Linked DNA regions of Danio rerio: all the other regions are linked to region 2. Evidence: chromatin contacts called from public HiCAR-type data. All regions are on one chromosome and are shown on one strand. The core of a region is the stretch at or near the end of the contact, and the rest is flanking DNA. Distances in the headings are between cores, read along the strand shown. Region 1 holds the start of pfkfb2b (6-phosphofructo-2-kinase/fructose-2,6-biphosphatase 2b). Region 2 holds the start of id1 (inhibitor of DNA binding 1, HLH protein). Region 3 has its middle 23 kb from the start of pfkfb2b.

Region 1 (2,909 bases), core at 226-2,725, 95 kb after region 2:
TATGAGAAAATGCAGCATGATTAACTGATTTGTTTGCGTTGTGAAGATTTGCAGCACATGTGGTGTCTTGGGACACATCTCTTCTCCATCTACACAACATCTCTAGGACCAGTCTTTTTTTTATTTTTTTTATTTGCATGCATTTTCTTAAATTGCAGCACTAAGCTCACTGGGCTACCGTATAAAATACTAGAAAGTATTACAGCAACGTGCAATGTCTACTTTGACGTGATTCTACTGATATATACACGTCAATATATTATAAATTTCATTTTGAAGTAATGATAGACGATGCTGAATTTTAAGCACCAGTCTTTAATGTCACATGACCTTTAAAAGTTCATTCATTTGCTGCATTAGAAACATTTGTAATGATTATAAATGTTGAAAAAGCAGTGCTGATAATATCTTTTTGAAATGTTTTTATTTAAAAATATTCAAATAATAAAGATATTATGCGAAATAAAAGATTACATCCAGGCAACAATTTATTAAAACACACTCACATACACACACACACAAATAATCCTAAACACTAAAAAGTGCGCCTTTTACCTTGATCTGCAATTTGAAACCAGCATAACAGACAATGCTGACAATCTAAATAAAGGGCAGCACAGCAGTTTTCTTTTTTTTTTATAACCCAGCCTGACAGTGAACTTCTGTTTGGCTGTTCAGTAACAGCTGACACCACAAGAAGGACAACTGTGATATGATTCAGGGCCGTCGTTAAACTTAACAGGGCCAGGGAACAAATCTGTCATGCAGTAAACATCAACTGAGGAGCCCCCTAAACCTCTCAAAAACCCACGAAACATTTTAGATCAGTGGGACACGAAAGCCTGTGTACTTACAGCATTTCTTCTCTTGGCCTCTAGGCTCTGATTTCTTGGCTTCAGCAGAACTGGTTGGACCAGCCTCCTCCTGCTGCAGCCATGCAGACATACTGAATCTGTATCTGACAGACCTAATCACTCACTCACTCTTAGTGCTGCAAAGACAGGCACACCTGCAGAGAGACGAACACAAACGGCGAAATAATGACAATATACGCATTCTACGTTAGTGGAAATTACTAGTGTTTGCGTAGATTATGCTCTACTCAGTGACAAACAGCTTTTATTCTTGGCACTTATTTAGCGCAGTAATACAGATACGTCATTACGTAGAAAAGGATGCTGAGAATATCGTGCTACGTCATTACCGTTAACCTTTGGATGAGGGCTTTTCAACATTTACTGACAGTTTAATCCATACGCATATAAAATCTTATTGTACACATATTAAAGAAGCACTATCGCGAGACACATATAACCATACTGTTTCCAAATCGTTGACATTCTACCTCAAGAGGTCCGTGTTTTACTCCGTATCTTCCAGGTTCCACCGGTAAGTTCAGTATGTTTCCGCCAGGTGCTGTCGTTGCCTCAGCCGGTTTTTGCACTTGATAACCTTCCATGGCAACCAGAGCCAAGCGCGTGAGTGAAGGTGTGTCCATACGTCACCGTTTACTTACCGTAATACCTGCAGCAAACTGAACTGGGAAGTCAGTCATATCGTGGTTTGATTCATATTAGTCAATCTTTTCAATCGACTCGTAAACTGATCCGGTCAGTGTAGAGTCAGACTACAGTCGGGTTCCAGAATTATACACTCTATGTTTTTTTGTCATTTTTTTAAAATGAGCTATTTATTTAGATATTTATTTATTTATTATTATTTTCTTTTACAAAAACTGTTAGCCTGTCCCCTTTTTTTGAGCACAGACCTACACATTTAATTTGATCTCTTAAAAATTCCAAGAAATCAAAACTGAATTTAAAGTGATCTATTAGCTAGTTTTCTCCTAAAAAATTGAGAATATATAAATTATCAAACACGGATCAACCATTTTGATGACATCACTCTGCACTTGTGAGATAGTCTGCCCAATCAAATGCTTTCTAGAATCTAAAGTGTCCTACAGTTAACTTTTGATAGATGCAAAAACTGTGAAACCTGTCACTTGTACATATAATTACCATTTTCTACTGCATGTGGTGAAAGGCACACAGTGTAGTACTGTATATAGGAGATAAATGATTCAAACTATGTAAAAACTTTCCATTGAGATTGATGATGTAAGCTGCTGTCAACTCTCCAATTACTTAAGAGGTTCTCTGGTTTTAATTGACCAATCAGGCTGTGCAGCGCCACATAAAGATGAACAAATCCAAACAGACACCATGAAGCCCCACAAATAATTATATCCTCATGATGTTAAATTACCACCAAAAATACAATTTTGTATCGTTGAGAATAGTTTTCCTTCAAATCAAAGTTGTAAATGTTGCTATTTTCTTAATTCTTTTTGACTGCACATGCTTTCCGAAGGCAAGGCAGACCTGCCAAGCAGTGATACTGCATACACGCACAGCACGCAGTATTTAGCTGTTCATAAAGGGTCGTGTGTGTTTGTTTGTTTCCATGATCAACAGGTTTGTTGTATGTTTTTCCCCACAATGATGTCAGGGCTGATACAGCAAAGCTGTTAGTGTGCAGCAAGCATTTTTGTTTGGAGTCTGGAGAGCTATATGATTATTGGAGAATGGAGGACTTTTCTTTTATCAGTCCAGTTTGTTACAATTTAAGACACATCGCCTATCGGTGCTGCTGTTTTCGCCTGTGTAAAAACCTACAGATTACTGGCAAGCCTAATGCTTGAAATAGACAGGGCAAGACACGGGCTGTACTGCTATCCACTGTGTCTGCATTCAGACCCGGGGACTGAGGAGGAGAGAAGTCCTCCTAGTTTATAGTGTTTATATAAACATGATTATCTTTATGATGATGTAACAAATTGTGGGTATTCTTTCATTCATTTTCTTTTTGGCTTAATCACTTTATTTTCTAAGGGGTCACCACAGCGG
Region 2 (3,193 bases), core at 170-2,669:
AGTTAGTGACTTAAAACTGCTAATTTGGTTCTGCAGTGAAAAGCTGTACTGATAGGCTAAGTTTAGTTTCAGTGTAATCACCAATGACAAAAGTGTAAAGTGAGAACTCATAAAACTGATCTGTAACGATAGACGTCAGGCTAAATACAGGCCACCCTAAATTAACAATTATGTAGTGACATGATTACAACATGTTACAGTTAAACGTTTATTAAGCCTACAACTACTAGATAATAAAGCATAAAAGACTCCCAATAACAGAATTCTCAATCGGCTCCATTCACTCACAAAATTGATCAACAACTCCAAGATAAGTTTGATTTTCATGTTTTAATAAAAAAAACACAATATACATTGTAAAAAACACAATAAAGCGTTCACATCATATGGCATTGTAATATACAATACATTCTTTCGCTCAGTAATCTGAGAAATCTGACAACAAAATAGTATTTTTTTCTAAAAAGTTACAAAAACATTGGAGAAACTTTGACCGAGAGGGAAATGCATGAACAGTAAGTGAATAATCGCCATGGATTCCACAGCTAAACACAGACACAAACACACACGCGTATCGGTGTGTGTCCGGGGAGAGATCTCAGAGAAGGAGAGAGCACGTCACGCTTGTCATGTCCACAGATTTGTGTGACTCTCTACTGAAAGTTTGTTTCCTCTACAACAGGAGAATGAGACTCTCCCGACACAGTTCACGGCGTCACTGGTCCATCGGGGTTTGTTTGTTCGTTCACCTCAGCGCACCGTGATCACGATGCTTCGATGATCTGTTGACGTGAAGCCACCGGGAGTATCTGCTTTAACGGCACATGATCCGGTCATCTGAACAGCCGTTCTGCAAGACAAAAAGAGGGAACATAGTGAGTTGGGTCGTTCAGACAAACATTATTGATATGCATATAGAGACGCAAGCATTATATCTTAAGCATGTGCGATATTTACCTCCACAGAGATGCTGGCTAGCTCCGCGTTGAGTGTTGTGAGCGGAGTGCGGGGAGCGGAGCTCTGGTTCTTCTTGCTCTCCAGCTCGACCTGCAAGTCCCAGATGTAATCGATGACATGCTGGAGAATCTCCATCTTGCTGGCTTTCTTGTTGGTCGGTAGCGTGGGCACCAGCTCCTTCAGTTTGCTGTAGCAGCTGTTCATGTCTTGGAGAAACATGGTCATCTGCTCGTCCAGCAGCGGGATCTTGCATTTGGAGATGGCCAAGCTCTGATCGGAGAGGCAGCGGACAACATCCTCTCCTCCAACTTTGCTGCTCTTCAGCGCGCAGGTAGGTCCCACAACTTTCATTTTGGCTATTTGCGAGTAAGTCAAAGAGGAATAGCTGAAGCGAGGTGCTCGTACTCCTTTTAAAGGCTTGTTGAGTTGTCGATAGTGCGATGACAGTTCACCACATGCTCTCAGAGGCTGAGCTGTTCGTTATTTAAAGGGTCTCCGGGCTTGGGGGCGTCACCAAACACTCGTGTTTGCGGGAACGGGCCAATAGGATTTTTGCGGAGTCCCTCGCTCAGCCAATGAAGGCACGGCTCTGTTATCGCAGTTTCAATATGCTCGGGGGGATGGTGTTACAAATGGAAACAAATGTGTGTCTTCTGCGGATGATGTGTGGAGATCCAGCTGTCCGTTTACTCCACAGGTGAAGCAGACAGATCAAGGGGAGGGTGGGGGTGCTCGACGATCAACAGGCAACAGTTATTACTTTCAAATGAAACAAGCTTTTCTTCGTATGTGGGCTGCTGCGAGAAACAAAGCATACTGTAAAATGTTCCATCAGCATCTCTGTTTCCATCCATTCAGCTTGTTGCAAATATATCTGTCATTGCTGAGTTAACTGCACCCTGAACACATGTGAGTGGACATGATGGCACCATGACCTAACATTTATAAAAATGTTATGATTTATTGGGGAGGTGGATGCGGGGTATTCATAAGTTGAGGGAACATCATTTTAAACAAACTATAAACAATACATCACAACCCCCTTTAAACACTGAATCTAAAAGAATTCTGTCTGTTTATTATTTTCATCACATGAGTGTAGCTAATTCAAATGTAGATTTCAAACATAAACAATCAAACGTTATACTTCATTCCCTATTAAACAAACCAGAAAACAACATCATAAAAGGTTTCTTAGAGATCTTAACTCATGACTGTCTAAATAAATTCACTCTGTGAATTATTTTATTGTGTCCATAATGCAAATATCAAGTAAGCAAAACAGAGAAAGAGGACACTTTATACTTATATTATGTATACTGTAATGCATGTTGAATATAATGTTTTCATCTCATAAACCCAAACAAAAGTTTTAAAGTATCTAATGCAATCCTGTGGTTATTATTTTCTTGTCACATGATAACAAAATGGCTTCATGCATGTTTGTCATACAGATTTTGATTTGCCTGACAAGCTTTCAAAATAATGCATTAAAAATAAAATATTTGACTAGAAATGAGTATTTTATCAAAGTATGTGTGCAGATAGTTTAAAAAACTACAGATTGTTAAAAAGGAGCAGTGGTCAAACTTTATTTGTAATGCTTATTTAATCTTTAACATCCATAAAATCTTACCATTGCACATAAGTTTTTTTTAGAGGAAGGTAAGTGTTTAGAGTGTAATGTTTTTTACAAAAAGTTCTTCTGACATCACTGCAAAAGAGGGATCTGTTTCTGTACACAATGCAATACATTTTAGTGTGCTTTTAACTGTTGTGCATGCACATAAAGTATTCATAGTCTATTATCCTACAGTAAGTGCATTACTTGTAGACTGGAGCTTTATTCTATTGTGCTGGGAAGCTCATTTTTATTCAAATCTGTTTATTTTCCTTCAATGATGGTCTCTTTGTCTTTCTTTAAATGCGTTTCCTCGCGCAAACTTCCAAATTCCTTCATATGTGCGCGTCGCCTTGAGCGCGCACTCGCATAACTTTGCATTGCTGTGCTCTGATTCTTCCCCCAGATTGTCCAAACAAACCGAAGCAGACTGCCGGGCGCCAGCGCCGTGACGTCACCCATTCATTCGAGCCTTGACGCCTGTCAGCCTGGCGCCGAGCGGGCGGTCCCTATAGCAACAACAAACAACAGGCTGGCATCCCTCCACTCTCCCCCATTCACCTGCGCGCTGCGGAATCCTGAGAACAAACTGGTCAGCGCTCATTTATCACTTAA
Region 3 (2,892 bases), core at 86-2,585, 72 kb after region 2:
GAAATGCATCAAGTTTATTACAACTCATTGCTAGGTTTAGTGCCATAATTGAAAAGATATAAAGTTTCAAACTGTTAAAATTTCAATAAAAGTCACTTTATCAAATGTTCCCATTATGCCTTTTAAAAGAGCTAATAAACAGAAAATGATCCATTTACAGTTGAAGTCAAAATGACAAGTCAAGTGCTGTTTAACAGACCAAGGACATTTGCACAGTTTTTTTTTTTTCAGTTCTCTTTTTCTTCTAGTTTTGGTTGAGTGAAAGCAGCTTTTAAGTTTTAGTTTTTTGAAGAATTTTTATATATTTTATTTTGATTGACTACAAAAAAATACTGCAATGATTAATAATATGATTTACTGTACATTGCTTGTGTTTGTGTGTGCGCATGTGTGCAAGAAACAGCTTAGATGTGATTTTTATCCAATTCATTGGCTATTATTGGTCTATCTTATGTGATTGACAGGTTGTCGTGTCATCAGAAAAAATAAATGTGAGATGGAGATAAGGCTGGCCGATTAATCGAAAACTAAATAAAATTGATATTGAAAACCTTTAATCCATCTAATTTTTCCAGGACGATCTTTTTCAATTACTTTTCCTACTACGTCTAAAGTAGATACATGACTCCGCTCTGTTAAGGCTGATTTATAATTCTGCGTCAAAAGCACGGGAATGTTCCGGCACAGTCTTCACGTGGTCACATACCCGCACACATCTCGAAAAATGTATCTACACATCGCACGTTTGCATTACATTGATGATTGGAAGCTGCGCCTGATATCTGCTAGAGACGTCATATTTTACATTACAATAAAACTATTTACATTGAAAATTATATTTTCTACTTTTGAAAACATTAAAAATAAATGATTGTTTCTGAAAGTGCATTTTATAAAAAAAAACGTTGTTCAATAAATAATCTATAATGTTATAATAAATAATAATGTTTCCTTCAATTATTATTTTATTATTTTAAGTAATATGTGTGCATATTTACTGTACAAAACCTGTCAGTTTACCATGAGGGCAAAAAAATAAAATAAACAAATAAAATAATCGTTCATTTATCGTAATTAAGTTAAAAAGTTCAATTAATTGAGATTTTGATTTTTGGCCAAATCGCCCAGCCCTAGATGGAGCACAACTTGTTTTTTTTTTAAATATTATTAAAGATGACTGCATGAATTCAACAAGAAATCATAACAAAATGTTCAGCTTTGTCAGCATTCTACTTTTTCTTTTTGACCAATCAGAGCGGAGTATCCCAGAGAGCTTTGGAATAATGCTAATTATCACTGACTTCTCTGAGGGCTGAGGCAACTCGGGTTCTTTCCCACCCTGCTAGCTTTCTCTTTCTCTTCTCTTCTTTTCTTTTTCTTTCCGTCTGACGCACTATGAGTGAAGGATATCAGATTCCCCTGAAAGCTCTCGGACAGGTGAGCGCTGCTTTGCTTGACCTCCATCTCTCACATTACGGTGCTAAACTGCGACTCCCTGCTGTTCTCGATTACACACGTTTGCCTGCACACACACACAGGTGTGATCCTTACACATCAGTCTCTTTTAGTCGCCAATTGGTATCGACATCATCGAGGCTAAATGGATTCAGTTACAGGGCATTATTATGTATGATGCTCAGACATGATCATACAAAACATGTTTTGTACAAAAACAGATGGACAAGTAGGAAAAGTGAAGAGACCAGTTTTTCTGGATTTATAGTTGTGTTTTGTAATCTGAAGACTTTTCTTCCAAATTTAAAACACAAATGATTACTTTTACAACATTTTTCGGCATAAAATAACAACCGAGTGCCATGTTTTCAGACACATTTGTATTAGTTTTTAGAAAGCACAATACCTTCAAATTTATGTCATTTATTTATATATTTTTTGAAACTCGGTCCTATACTGCCTGTCTTGACCAGGGCACCCTGTTATAAGAGATATTGTGCCTCAATGGGACTTTCCTGGTTAAATAAATAAATGAATGTTCGAATTGTGTTCTTGGCTTCTTTGGTGAACAGAATGTTATAAACAAAAGTATTTTTTATTGCAACCTTCTAAAGGCCTTATTTTAAAATATTTTTATGCATCATTATTTTTATGAATCAACTGTCGATTGGGTTTAGGGAAGGGGGTGGGCGGATAAATCTGTGATTTTAAAAACACTAGTGGTTGGGTTTAGGGAAGGAGGGGGGTGGGTCAGTCAGTCAGTCATTTAACAGCAGCCTCTGGTGGATTTACATGAGAACAGCAGGCGTGAATTGCACTCGCAAGAGAAATGTGAGATCTGCAAAAGTGTACACAGCGGCCTCTGGTGGATTCAAAAACTGCCAAAAATCGTAGCTCCTGTGACGTATTTGGTGCTCTCCAGAAATGTATATAATGGTACATTTTCTAAACGAGCGTGGACTGGATTTACTACATTTTTAGTGTCATTTAGTGGTTGGAAACTATTTATATGGGCTGGATTTAAATAAACAAATAAGTTAACTGTTACTAAATTTAAATTGTTTGTTTAAATTCAGCCCATATAAATAGTTAGCAAGCACTTACCTTAAGAAAATGTAGTAAATCCAATGAAACTTGTTTTTTTGTATGTAACCGTGTTAATCTACTTTTTTTTTTAAACATGACACTATTATAATAAATCCATAAGACCTCATATTGCTAGTATTTTGATCAATAACATTGAATATTTTCACTGACAATATCTTGACCTCATAGATGCTTTTGCAGGAATTTGATAGCAGCACCACTGTGAGCAAATGAAATCTGCACACTAGGCATTGATATAATAATATTAGTTTTATATCACATGAATCTAAAGGACACTTTAAGCAAAACCAGTCCTGCTGGGATCTCAGTGGGTAGTGGGCACTCTGTGAG

What was found. HiCAR-type assays count read pairs that join an accessible place to other places.
Region 1: a HiCAR-type map of caudal fin shows a contact between it and region 2, with 2.9 times the contacts expected there. The contact joins the promoter of pfkfb2b here to the promoter of id1 in region 2. A contact is called at or near these places in 11 of 18 Hi-C or Micro-C datasets (caudal fin, embryo, fibroblasts and 4 more) and 4 of 4 datasets of contacts at active chromatin or transcription factors (caudal fin, embryo, gastrula embryo and 1 more).
Region 3: a contact with region 2 is called in a HiCAR-type map of caudal fin, with 7 times the contacts expected there. The contact joins the enhancer-like site here to the promoter of id1 in region 2. A contact is called at or near these places in 10 of 18 Hi-C or Micro-C datasets (caudal fin, embryo, fibroblasts and 3 more) and 3 of 4 datasets of contacts at active chromatin or transcription factors (caudal fin, gastrula embryo and pancreas).

What each region holds. Positions count from the first base shown.
Region 1 is chr11:20,891,986-20,894,894 of GRCz12tu, forward strand. It overlaps pfkfb2b (6-phosphofructo-2-kinase/fructose-2,6-biphosphatase 2b), which reads right to left and starts at 1,476. Exons shown (of 16, transcript XM_021479801.3): 1 at 1,346-1,476; 2 at 855-1,009. The coding sequence starts at 945.
Region 2 is chr11:20,796,980-20,800,172 of GRCz12tu, forward strand. id1 (inhibitor of DNA binding 1, HLH protein) reads right to left here and starts at 1,420. Exons shown (of 2, transcript NM_131245.2): 1 at 958-1,420; 2 at 312-850. The coding sequence starts at 1,308. The coding sequence ends at 815.
Region 3 is chr11:20,868,711-20,871,602 of GRCz12tu, forward strand. No RefSeq gene overlaps it. Among named protein-coding and RNA genes, the nearest start is that of pfkfb2b, 23 kb to the right of the region's middle. Within about 2 kb of position 1,336, at least 5 of the 62 cell types and tissues checked have an H3K27ac peak or open chromatin away from gene starts, as enhancers often do. A contact at or near this core is called in caudal fin, where this site is marked.